2 separate regions of the Anas platyrhynchos genome follow, and region 2 is linked to region 1. A link is a contact called in public Hi-C data. All regions are on one chromosome and are shown on one strand. The core of a region is the stretch at or near the end of the contact, and the rest is flanking DNA. Distances in the headings are between cores, read along the strand shown. Region 1 has its middle 190 kb from the start of SLC10A2. Region 2 has its middle 44 kb from the start of ERCC5.

Region 1 (5,439 bases), core at 1,996-4,495:
CAAAATCTCCAATGAGACTAAAGTAAAAATAAATAAATAAATAATTCTAGAGCATTCATAGAATCTTAGAATGGTTTGGTTTGGATGGGACCTTAAAGACCAACCAGTTCCAGCCAGGGACACCTCCCACTAGACCAGGTTGCCCAAAGCCCCATCCAGCTTGGCCTTGAACACTTCCAGGGAGGGATATCCACAGCTTCTCTAGGCAACCTGTTTCAGTGCTTCACCATCCAAATAATGAAGAATTTCATTCTTATATCTAAACTAAAGCTACCCTCTTTCAGTTTAAAACCATTGTCCCTTTTCTACAGACCCTGCTAAAGAGTCCCTCCCCATGTTTTCTGTTGGCCCCCTTTAGGTACTTGAAGGCCGCTGTAAGGTCTCCTCAGAGCTTTCTCTCCTCTAGGCTAAGCAACCCCAATTGTCTCAGCCTGTCTTCAAAGGAGAGGTGCTCCAGCCTTCTGATGATTTTCACGCCCCTCCTCTAGACCTGCTTTAACTGGTTCAAGTCTTGTGCTGGAGAGCCAAAGCTGAACACAGTACTCCTGGATGCGTCTCACAAGAACTGAACAGAGGAGGAGGATCACCTCCTTTGACCTGCTGGCCACACTTCTTTTGATGCAGCCCAAGATATAGCTGGCTTTCTGGGTTGCAAGCACTCATTGCTGGCTCATGTCAAGCTTCTCATCAACCAACACCCCCAGGTCCTTCTCCTCAGGGCTGCTCCAATGCATTCTCCCACTAAGTCTGTATTTGTGCTTGGAATTGCCCTGGCCCAGATGCAGGACCTTGCACTTGGCCTTGCTGAACCTCACAAGGTTTTCACAGGCCCCTCTCAAGCCTGTCCAGGTCCCTCTGGGTGGTATCCCTTCCCTCCAACATGTTGATCACAACAAACAGCTAGGTGTTATTGGCAGACTAGTTGAGTTTGCATTTAATCCCACTATACAAGTCACCAACAAAGATGTCAAACAGTGCTGGTCTCAATACTGACCCCTAAGGAACACCACTCATCACTGATCTCCACTTGGGCGTTGAGCCGTTGATTGTAATTCTTTGAGTGTGACCATCCAGCCAATTCTGAGTGGTCCATCCATCAAATGAATGTCTCTAGTTTAGAGACAAGGATATTGTGTGGGACAGTGCCAAATGCTTTGCACTAATCTGGGTAGATCATGTCAGTTGCTCTTCCCCTATCTTGCAGCTCCCTTGTAGAAGGTCACCAGATTTGTCAGGCACAATCTGCCCTTAGTGAAGTTATGTTGGCTGTCACCAATCACCCCCATATTTTCCATGTGCTTTAGGTTAGTTTCTAGGAGCATCTGCTCCATTCTCTCTGATCAACAAAACTTCAAAATATGAACACTGATTTAAGACAAAACCAGAATGTTTCAGATTCTTTCAAAGAAAGATACCAAAGCCACTATGAAGGACATTCCATGTCGCATACAAATGGTAATTGTCACTACCAGACCTTTGACTGTACTTGAATGGACATCTATCCCTTTTCATCTCCCCTCCCCCCCAAATGTACTACTGAGACTTCAAAATGGAACAAACAAATCAAGTAGCTGAATAACAGGAAAGCACACATATCTTTCTTACTCCTAGTTTTTAAAGTTGAAAATTTTGATTTCTGGGAATTTCCATAGACAAGTAATCCAGAGTTTACTTACCAATCCTTTTCTGAATTTTCTGGCAATGATAACAATATTTTAAGAAAAACATGAAGTTAGAACAGCATAGAACAGAACAGCTTGGTTGGAAGGGACCTTCAAAGATCATGTAGTTCAATTGCCTGACTTTTTCAGGACAAAACGAAAATTAAAACGTTTTATTGAGGGTGTTGCCCAAATTCCTCTTTCACAGGCATGAGGAATCAACCACCATCTTTAGGAAGCCTGTTCTGGTATTTGACCACCCTCACAGGAAAAAAAAAATTTCCAAATGTCCAGTCTGCACCACCCCTGGTGAAGCTTTGTGCCATTTTCACATATCCAATTAGCAATAAAACCTGTGGCATTAGCTGTAAGAATGTCAGAAACAAATTCTACAAATGCCAAGATTTTTAGTTATGCAAGAGTGCTGAAGATTACAAAAGCAAAGAGGATCATCAAGAAGATACTTGCACACCCTGTCTCTAACCCTTCCATAACTGAAAAACAGGTGATGGATGAGGTACAGGCTACATAACTCAGCTACCTCTCTTTGCACTAAAGAGGCTTATTTTCTGTTATGGTCAGCAAGGTAAAACAGAGAGAAACCTTATCTACCAAACATAAGTGTTAAGATCACTACTTCTTTACAAAGTTGCATTTCTTGCTCCAAAGCATCTGGAGTAACTCCAACTCTTTAATACAAGAATCTGCAAAGGGAGGATACACATATGTCACCCAAATGCAAAATGTGAGAGGAAAGTGTTTAATTAGCATCCCCTTTACTGCCAAAGTCAAAGCTCATCTATTCCACTTCATCACTTTTACCTGGCAGAGAAAAAGAAAAAAAAAAAAAAGCTTTTCCCAGTTCCACAAAAGATTCATCTGATCTGTAAGGCCTTTGGAGTTGCATAGGAGTATCCCAATCAACACCCTGATGTCATGCATTTATTCACCATTGCTTTTTCTCCGTACAATGAATGTATCAATGTTAATGTCAAAAAATGATATATATATATATATGTACGTATACATCTACACATATACATAGATTTGACTACCTTGCATAACATACAAGTATCATAACATCATTTTTAAATGTGACAACTTTCAGGGACATTACAAAATTACTATATCTCACTTCTGCTGAGCAATAGAACACTCTTAAATCATTTCTTCCCATGCAACAAAAGAATCAAAGAAAAATACCAAAAATGGGGTGGAACACGTTTAATTATCCATGAGGTGTTTGCAATGCAAGTTAACAAACTATAGAACAATATAGTCTTGAGATATGTAAGATAATTTTCACTCCATCTAAAACCCTTGACTAGATTCAAGGCTAGTACATTTTTGTCTTCTGCAATTTTAAATAATTCCTACAAACTGCATAAAGTGCTTGCCAGTATGTGACCTTCAAAGATATTACAGAGACGGAGACATAATAATTTCCTTGGTATTTTCCAGTCTCTTAGCTGAAATAGAATCAAAATTTTGTAATCAGTTTCAAAAAGACGATAAGTCTCCACTCTCTGGTACTCTCTAAACCTTAACTTCTACCACAGTAATGCAAAGGACTTTATATGGCAAGGATCCTAATGTTCTTTCACTCAAGACGTCATTGAAAGTCCTTGAAAACACCACAGAAAGGGAATCAATGAACCTCTGATAAAATTCTTCAGTCATCACCCCAGCCCCAGGGGAAGTTCCCTTTCTCACTGATAGAAAAGCTATACCCACATCCATCTTTTCTGTCTCTCAAACAAGTCCTGTTTCTCGTTTGCCAAAGCTTGAAAACCTGCATTCAGTTCTTTTAAAAAGCTGTGGAACAAGAAGAATGTTTTATTCCTAAAAGAGCTTTTTTTTTTTTTTATCTTTCCTGAGCTACCTGTAATTTGCCAGCAGGTCCCCACCAGGCCTACCCCCAGCTGTGATGGCACAGTGCTACTATGTCCCTCTTTGTTCTCTTTGCTTTATATCCTACAAATAAAAAAGAGAAGCTGCACAGCTTTTTATCATCAAGGACTTTGCAAATTTAGTTTTATCCTTCATTTGCTTTTAAGTTTCCCCTGAATGCCATATACTCCATATTTCTCAGGCAGCCATGGAGATTACTCAAAGGAGTAAATACTAATGTATTCCCCAAAAGGAATATGGAAAGGCCACCAAGCTCTCCTTAGACAGTCTCCACTTTTCTCCCAGGAATGACAAAATTCTGAATCTATTTCTTCCATAAAACAGTGTTTTCTTCTCCTAACTGGAGTTGTATGACTGAGAAACCATCCCAGGGGCTACCAGTAACCCAGTCAGAAATCAGTATCTCTGTGTTATTCTAAGAAGAAGTCAAAGAAAATGTTTGTCTTTTGGCAAGATTTTCTCAACTTTTGCTCAATTTTCCACTACAGAATTCAAAGCTTTTATTGTTTAATTGGGATACCCACATTTTGCCTGTTGACAGACCCCACATCTCTACAGGTAAGATGTTTCTCCACTGGTCCATACAGCTTAAAAACAGTGATCTCTATCAAAAATACCTGTAATTTGTTCATGAAAAAGGGCATACCTTTAGAAGTCCTTGATTCTCCATCTATTAACAGGTTTCAACTTCTAAGTTACTCCATAAAATATAATCAAGTGTTTTGGTCCAAGTTTTTACACGTACTTAAAGTCCCAGACTATATGTTAAAATCGTCTACGTTAATAAACTCTCTGATCATCATTCTTGTGCTGTGGAACACTTTCTGATTTTGATCACTTCATTACTGACCCCAAACAGAACTGATCAATGTACTCTACCAGGTGACATTTTCTTTGAAAATGTGTTTGATGAGCACAAACTGTTTCATAAATGTTATCTCTGTTTCAAGAAAATATTGTGAAATAAAAGGCAGGATCTGAAGGGACAAAGCCACTGACAGTTGATTCCAGGTATGTCTCCCTTAAACACAAAGACCTCAGGAGTAAGGGTGTTCCCGGGAGGTTTAACCCAAAGCTGTTTTCTAGCAGAACATTTTTCTGTCCACAAACTAATAATCCTTCTATGGAGACATAGCAATGGAAACAAGAATTTAAAATTATTTTCTCCAACCAGAGCCCAAGGTTCTCCTTGTTCCTGGGCAACTGAAGCAGCTTACACAAACTCAATATAAATATAAAAATATGAAAGAAAAAAAAAAAAAAAAAAGAATGTAATTCCTTATTAACTTGACTGAACCCCTAAGATAGACTGCAGCTCAGGTATTCTCTAATACAAGTGCCTGTCATTCACAAACATGTCCCTCTTTCTGGTCCCGTTTGTTCAAGACAGTGAGATATTTTCCTGTTGCAAGAACTTCAAAAATGTTATACAGTTCAAATGTCTGCAGGCCACCTTTAACTACTATGTCCTTATTTTTTACTATTTAAAACAAACAAACAAACAAACAAACAAACAAAACTCTGCTTTCTTATTTATGGTTCTTTTACTGCACAACTCAAATCTTGCCTTTGTCTAAAGATTGTGCCATAATCTGTTTGCCAGCCTAATGTTTTAGAAGTTTCCACATTAGTAATTGTAGCAAGTGCTTCTACCCTCTTTCTTTTCATACCTTCTCCTTTCCTCTTGTAATTAATCAGACCTTCTTCTGCAGACTTTTTTAACGCTCATGCACCAGTCCTGGAATATCCTGTCTCTCAGTCTTTCCACTCTGCTTAACACATTCACAATTTGGTATCAGCAAAGGATTAGATCCCTTTTTCCTCCCCTGAAGGATGAAATAGCCTTGCCACTCAAAATGTGATCCTG
Region 2 (5,901 bases), core at 316-2,815, 250 kb after region 1:
CGAAAAGCATAAAAAACTGTCAAAATTCATCAAACTGTAAAATAGTGAAAATCAAAATTCAAGTTGAAGAATGTGCAGCTAATACATGGCAGAAGAATAATGCAGAAATGTCTACACTAAGCATCTTCAGATGCTTTATGATACTACAATTTAAAAATTGTTTTGTGTTTCAGATTCTGATGAGTGCAACAGGTGCTCAGGTGGTGAACCTTTTCATGATGTATTGAAGAGTTTTTTGTGGGAGAAGGAATACAACTGTGTAGTCCGTTATATAGACTGCTGTATGACAAACCCTATTCTGTTAACAGCCCCTGCCATTTAGAGTGACATTGGTGCACACACACCACAAAGCCTGTAGGTTCAACTACGCACACACCTGAGACATGAGGGAGTTCCTGGCTGAATAAAGCACTGAAGGACGAATGTAACAGAGGCAGCATCAAACTGGGAAGCTTCAGCAATATTACAAAGTTCCAAGTAGCAGCCTGCAAATTCCCAAAAGGCAGGTACTAAAGTTGCCCAAACCCTGACAGAGCCCACTACGTGCATTGGTTCCCTGCATGGCCAGAGAAGCCTGCCTTCTGAGAGGGAAGGACTACACACACCGCGGTGTTGCTCTGGATCTCTGTTGACACAAGGTGGCCCTGAACATGCAAAAGATGGCCCGATTCCCATTTCTTACTTCCCCACACTTCAGCACATTCACATGAGGATTGTATTTCACAGGAGAGCAGAGGCCATTAGTGGGTTGGAAGTAAATTTCTGGCTGAAGAGAGAGGCACCTGCCACTGTCAACCTGGATGGCAAGGAGCAGCAAAAGAGAGAGACATGAAGTCCAAACAGACAAGATCAAGTGAGACTTCTTGCACACCAAGGCAGGCATTGCCCTCCTGTTGTATAGAGTTCTCAGAATTATCCCTAGGGTAAAATGAGAATGTGGAATAGAGTTTTGGATTCAGCAGAGACACAAATGGCACTGTGTAACCCTGAGATACTACACCAAGTGTAGCTTTTGTCTGTGATAATTCGTTCTTAGGCATTGCACTCTGAAAAGTGTATCACATAGGATTCTGTTGTCAGAAAGAAAAGATAGTGTTAACAGCTCTTGATATGCTAAAGTGCTTACTTGGATTGAGATTACTTGTTGCTCAGGCAACACACCAGTTTGAGTGCCTGTGGGAACTTCATCATTTCAGGAAGACAAAGATAAGGAAACCTGAAAACAATAAAAACTGGGAAAAAAAAATAATATTAATTAAAAAAAAAAAAAAAGATGGTCGAAGGATCAGGACGGCTGAAGTGAAATAAGGATGTCTGGAGATATAAACAGTGAGAGAAAGTTTTCTGGGTAGTACACACCTCTGTCATGTGAAAATTAAACAAGTCACTTCTTGAAAAAAAAAAGAAGTGATTAGCTTCACACTTCCCTTTGAAGACCTGAAGTATTCAGATAAGAAAATTTCTTAGGAATCACAGTAGGAGAAAATATGCAGACTGAAGTTACTGTCTGCATCTAATGGAGCTTGCAGCCCTGCATGTGATACTAAGTTAATCAGCAATTGCCATATAACCAAAGCCTATATGTTATGCAGTGAAAGTCTCACAAACATTGCTTAGTAGTCAAAACACTTGTCTGTATGCTAGGAAAAAAACAGAGCTGTGTTGATATCAGGAGCATCAGCTGCCAAATGTACGTCAGGTTTCAAGGATGCTTTAACAACAGAGTTGTTGGTATCTGCATCTTTCTAGAACAGCCACAGCTTCAAGGGATGATCCTCATAAGCATAAGGAATTTGCATCTCCTGTGGTGACCTGGTACTTGGCCAGCCAACCCCAGCAGACTGAACTCTCTCTGATACCAGAGGCTTGTCTGAGAAGTGCTACACTGCCTGGAGATAAATCCTCTGGAAATAAATGCTAATTATCAAAATTGACCTATGCAGTAAATTCTTCTAAGGACTAAGAGAGATCTAACAGAAACACTTAGGTATATAAGAAGTACAGTTCTCCTATTTTAAATGCTCGACTTAAACATTACCTCCCTGCAATATTAGGTGCTTGCCTGAAGGAGCAAGCATAAATCCAGACCCTTCATTATTATTACTGAGACACCCCAGAAAATTAACAGAAAGGCAATGCCTCCAGCGATCTGCTGAATCTTCAGAAGCACTTAACATCTATGCTTCCATCTCTTCATTTATATTACACAAAACTTCCACACCTCAGCAATGATCTAGTCTGCTTAAATTAGGTATCTGCTTCTCCCACTGAAAGTAACAGAAAATGTCTCTTGATTCAGACTGGAAGTGGTGGCGCACAATTTTAAGTAAGTGCCTAGCAGCCACAGCACTTATTTGAGAAGATGGAGACTCAAGTTCAAGTTCTCTTCTCAACCTGGAGCTAGGAGGGAATGATTTCCAATTTGTTTTTGAGGCTGAACTTCTCCATATCCAGAAACAGAAGAGTCATAGGGCAGACCCCAAAGACCTAGGAGTCCCCAACCACTACAGGCTGTGAGGAAAAAAATATATATATTAAAAAAAAAAAAAAAAAATGAGGACCAAGTTCATTTGTGGGCAAAGGGTAGAAACAGAATTTCTGTGTTTGATGTTGATGTGAGACCAACAACTATAGATGTACCCGATTGTTGTTCTTCCTGACAAAATTGCAGATAATTCACAGATAACCTACACCTTTTCCATATAGGCAGTGTTGAGATTAAAAATGGGGATCCTTAAAAGGATCATTAAAACTCATTAAAAGGTAGATTTCTCTTCACAGATTGTGTCAGACACTTTTTCTTATATGATTTTTTGCTACTTGTATTATTCAACTGCTATAGCTACTAAAAGGGCTACCTATTATGAGTTCACTGAAAAATGGACAGTAGGCTGAAAACAAGTAGTGAATACTGCTGAGCTATTTTACATCATTCAGCCATAATTTCTATATAATTACTTATTTCTGCATCCTTTTGCACAGCTTGTCCAACACATTTCTTCACACTGCATTTTCCTAATTAGAATTAGCTGGGAATCTTCTGACAAAGCTGGCTTGCCATAAAGAACACCACTTTTGCAGAATGTCTGTTTCAGTGAATGCACTTTGAATTAACTACTCATTTACCTATTGCACTGCTAGGAGAAAAATATTTCAAAAGTTAAAGAGTACACCATGTCCAAAGTTTTTCAGCCACCTTTGCTACAGTACTGGGTACCAGCCATCATGGAAGACAGGATAGGGCTCCTCAGACATTCGCTGTTGTCACACAAATCCCAAATGACTAAGTGAACCTGTGAAGCTTTTCATCTTAATTCAGGCTAAAACACTTCCCAGAAGCTTACTTCCTTTGATGAAGGACCCCAGTCTGGAAGGGAGCAGGCTGTCCTTGTGGCATGTACTTTAGAATATTTTAAAGTCATCTATATCAGGCAGAAATGGACAAGAAATTGTTCCTTAAGATTACAGTCACTGTGGTCCTCTAAATCAGATTTGCCATCTACCTCCTTCTGTGTCCTCAAGTTGTAAATCAAAGCAGCACTGTCCAAGATTCAATAAACTGGCATGGAACCATGCAATTTTCTCACTTTTTACAGCAGCAGGATTTCACTCTCAGGGCATCAGGAGCATTTTCTGTGATTGCTCACTATTGTTCCCCACTTGGGGAACATTGCTAATATTTTTCTTTTGAGAGATCAGTAAAAGAAATCATGAGAAATCATGTGTTCCTAATAAAGATGGTCTAATCCAGTGTCCAGAAATCCATTCAGTAACCCAGATGTTGTCCTCATACTTCTTCCAATTAATACAAGAGTGCTAACGCTACTATAAGCTGATGGGCTGCTGGCAGGAAAACAGCCAATATCTAAAGATCATTTTATTCCACTGCAAAGGCTGAGCACCTCAGGAAGAAACAGTCACTGCCACACACATGGGTGTAATAATCACAGGCATAAAGAGAGTAACAGCCTTGTATGTTTTCATGAACTGTCTTCCAAACTGAAAGAAATGTGAGCAGAGTCAGTTGCACAAAGGACAGATGACCAATAGCTGATTAATAATAATAATAATAATAAATTGATAATATACAATTTGGGTAATCCAATAATGCAATAATCTAACACTAGAGATTAATCACTTTTAACAATCAGAGAGTAATGATCTGTAGAAAAGCCCTGTAGTTATGGACCTCTCAGACCATGAGAGCACAGAATTTCAGTGTGCTCAGACCTTATGTCTGGGTAGCTCCAAACAGTATGCAGGATCTCTTGTCTTGATTCACTTGTCTCTTAATTTCCAATTACTGTTCTTCCCCAGAGACAGTAATTGAGTCATGCTGGCATATTTTAGAGCCTTTTCTCCCAGATAAACAGCAAAAATGTGGTGTGGTGGCCAACGGGTCTTTAGGAAGGGCATGAAGAGAGGACAAGGGGATAGTCTCAGTGTACACAAGGAAGAGACACAACACCCCGCTAGGCTGAGAGAGCTGGGTTTGTTCAGCCTGAAGGGAAAATTAGGGCTGGGTCTAATGGCTATCCTGTACTACCTAACAAGAATGTTACAGAGAAGAAGCCAGAGGTACACTGCAAAAATGATCAGAGACAGCTACCAGATTCAGTAGGAGTAATTCCAGTTATATATATGAAAAAAAAAAAAAAAAAAAAAAAAAAAAAAAAAAAGAGGTAAGGAGGAAAGTATGGAAGGAAGGAAGGAAGGAAGGAAGGAAGGAAGGAAGGAAGGAAGGAAGGAAGGAAGGAAGGAAGGAAGGAAGGAAGGAAGGAAGGAAGGAAGGAAGGAAGGAAGGAAGGAAGGAAGGAAGGAAGGAAGGAAGGAAGGAATCATCCAACCCAAATAATTCTGGAATTCCACTGTAACCACTGCAGTCTGTGTTTGGTATTGTTGGGTGGCATAAGTACATGAAAGGGGAATCTGAAATTTTATATTAGCCTATTGCTGAGTGTTTATACTCACAGGGTTTTTTATTATTTATTTACAGAGTGGCATGGATATAATTTGTTAAGAAATAATAAAATGAATTTAAATTCGCTTTTATGTGAGTAAATTCTAACAAGAAAAAAGCAAAAGAAATATTATTTTCACTGTGAAAAAAAATATACTTTTGTACTCTGCTCTTCACTGTGACAGTGGTTAAATCACTTGACATTTAGCTCACTCCTCTCTTTGCTCTACACCTGTGTAGCAGTATTTCCCTTACGTCACAGAGCTATTATAAGAATGAACATATCAGTTTCTGAAGTACATCTATGGAGCAATGACATCTTGACAGCCTCTATCTTCCTTTCTCACTGAACTTATTTCAGATCACCTAATAGTTACCAGGGTAATATCAGTGGCTATGAGTGGAAAAAAAAACCCATGCCTTTCAAGCCTCCAAAGTTTGAAGGGTGTCAGCTGAATCTGGGTCTTCTAAACCCCATCCAGTTTTCCTGTGTTGTTTGGTTACCCTATGCAGTATTTCAGATGATTATGTCACATCTGCTGACATACCCAATTGATCTTTAATGCTGACCACCATTAAGGAGGACACGCATGGAAGCCACAGGCTTCTTTGCTCACCTAGCACTGACCAGTGATTGTACAACAGTTATCGTACAACTGTAGTCAATTGCCAGTTAACCCATGGGTAGTTGTTTGAATATTACTTGGTAGTTGTATTTTTTAGGCTGGGCCTCTCACTGCTTCAAAATGAAAAGGGTTTGCCCTGCCTATCTACACTGTCACTGGAGTGCTTTTTCTAATGTTTTTGTTGTTGTTGTTGTTGTTGTTGTTGTTTTCAGTGTCTATAGCTTTTTCTTACAGCTATCGTAAAAGGCAGAAGCCCAGATTAGTGGGTTTAATAATAAAAATGCAACTCAGAGTTGAAACATCACAATTCAACAA

What was found. Hi-C and Micro-C count contacts between places; a contact is called where the count stands out from the background.
Region 2: a contact with region 1 is called in a Hi-C map of small yellow follicle, with 3 times the contacts expected there. The contact joins two enhancer-like sites. A contact is called at or near these places in 2 of 8 Hi-C or Micro-C datasets (F5 follicle and small yellow follicle).

The regions. Positions count from the first base shown.
Region 1 is chr1:150,147,131-150,152,569 of IASCAAS_PekinDuck_T2T, forward strand. No RefSeq gene overlaps it. Among named protein-coding and RNA genes, the nearest start is that of SLC10A2, 190 kb to the right of the region's middle. Within about 2 kb of position 3,246, at least 3 of the 8 cell types and tissues checked have an H3K27ac peak or open chromatin away from gene starts, as enhancers often do. A contact at or near this core is called in F5 follicle and small yellow follicle, where this site is marked.
Region 2 is chr1:150,399,491-150,405,391 of IASCAAS_PekinDuck_T2T, forward strand. No RefSeq gene overlaps it. Among named protein-coding and RNA genes, the nearest start is that of ERCC5, 44 kb to the right of the region's middle. Within about 2 kb of position 1,566, at least 4 of the 8 cell types and tissues checked have an H3K27ac peak or open chromatin away from gene starts, as enhancers often do. A contact at or near this core is called in F5 follicle and small yellow follicle, where this site is marked.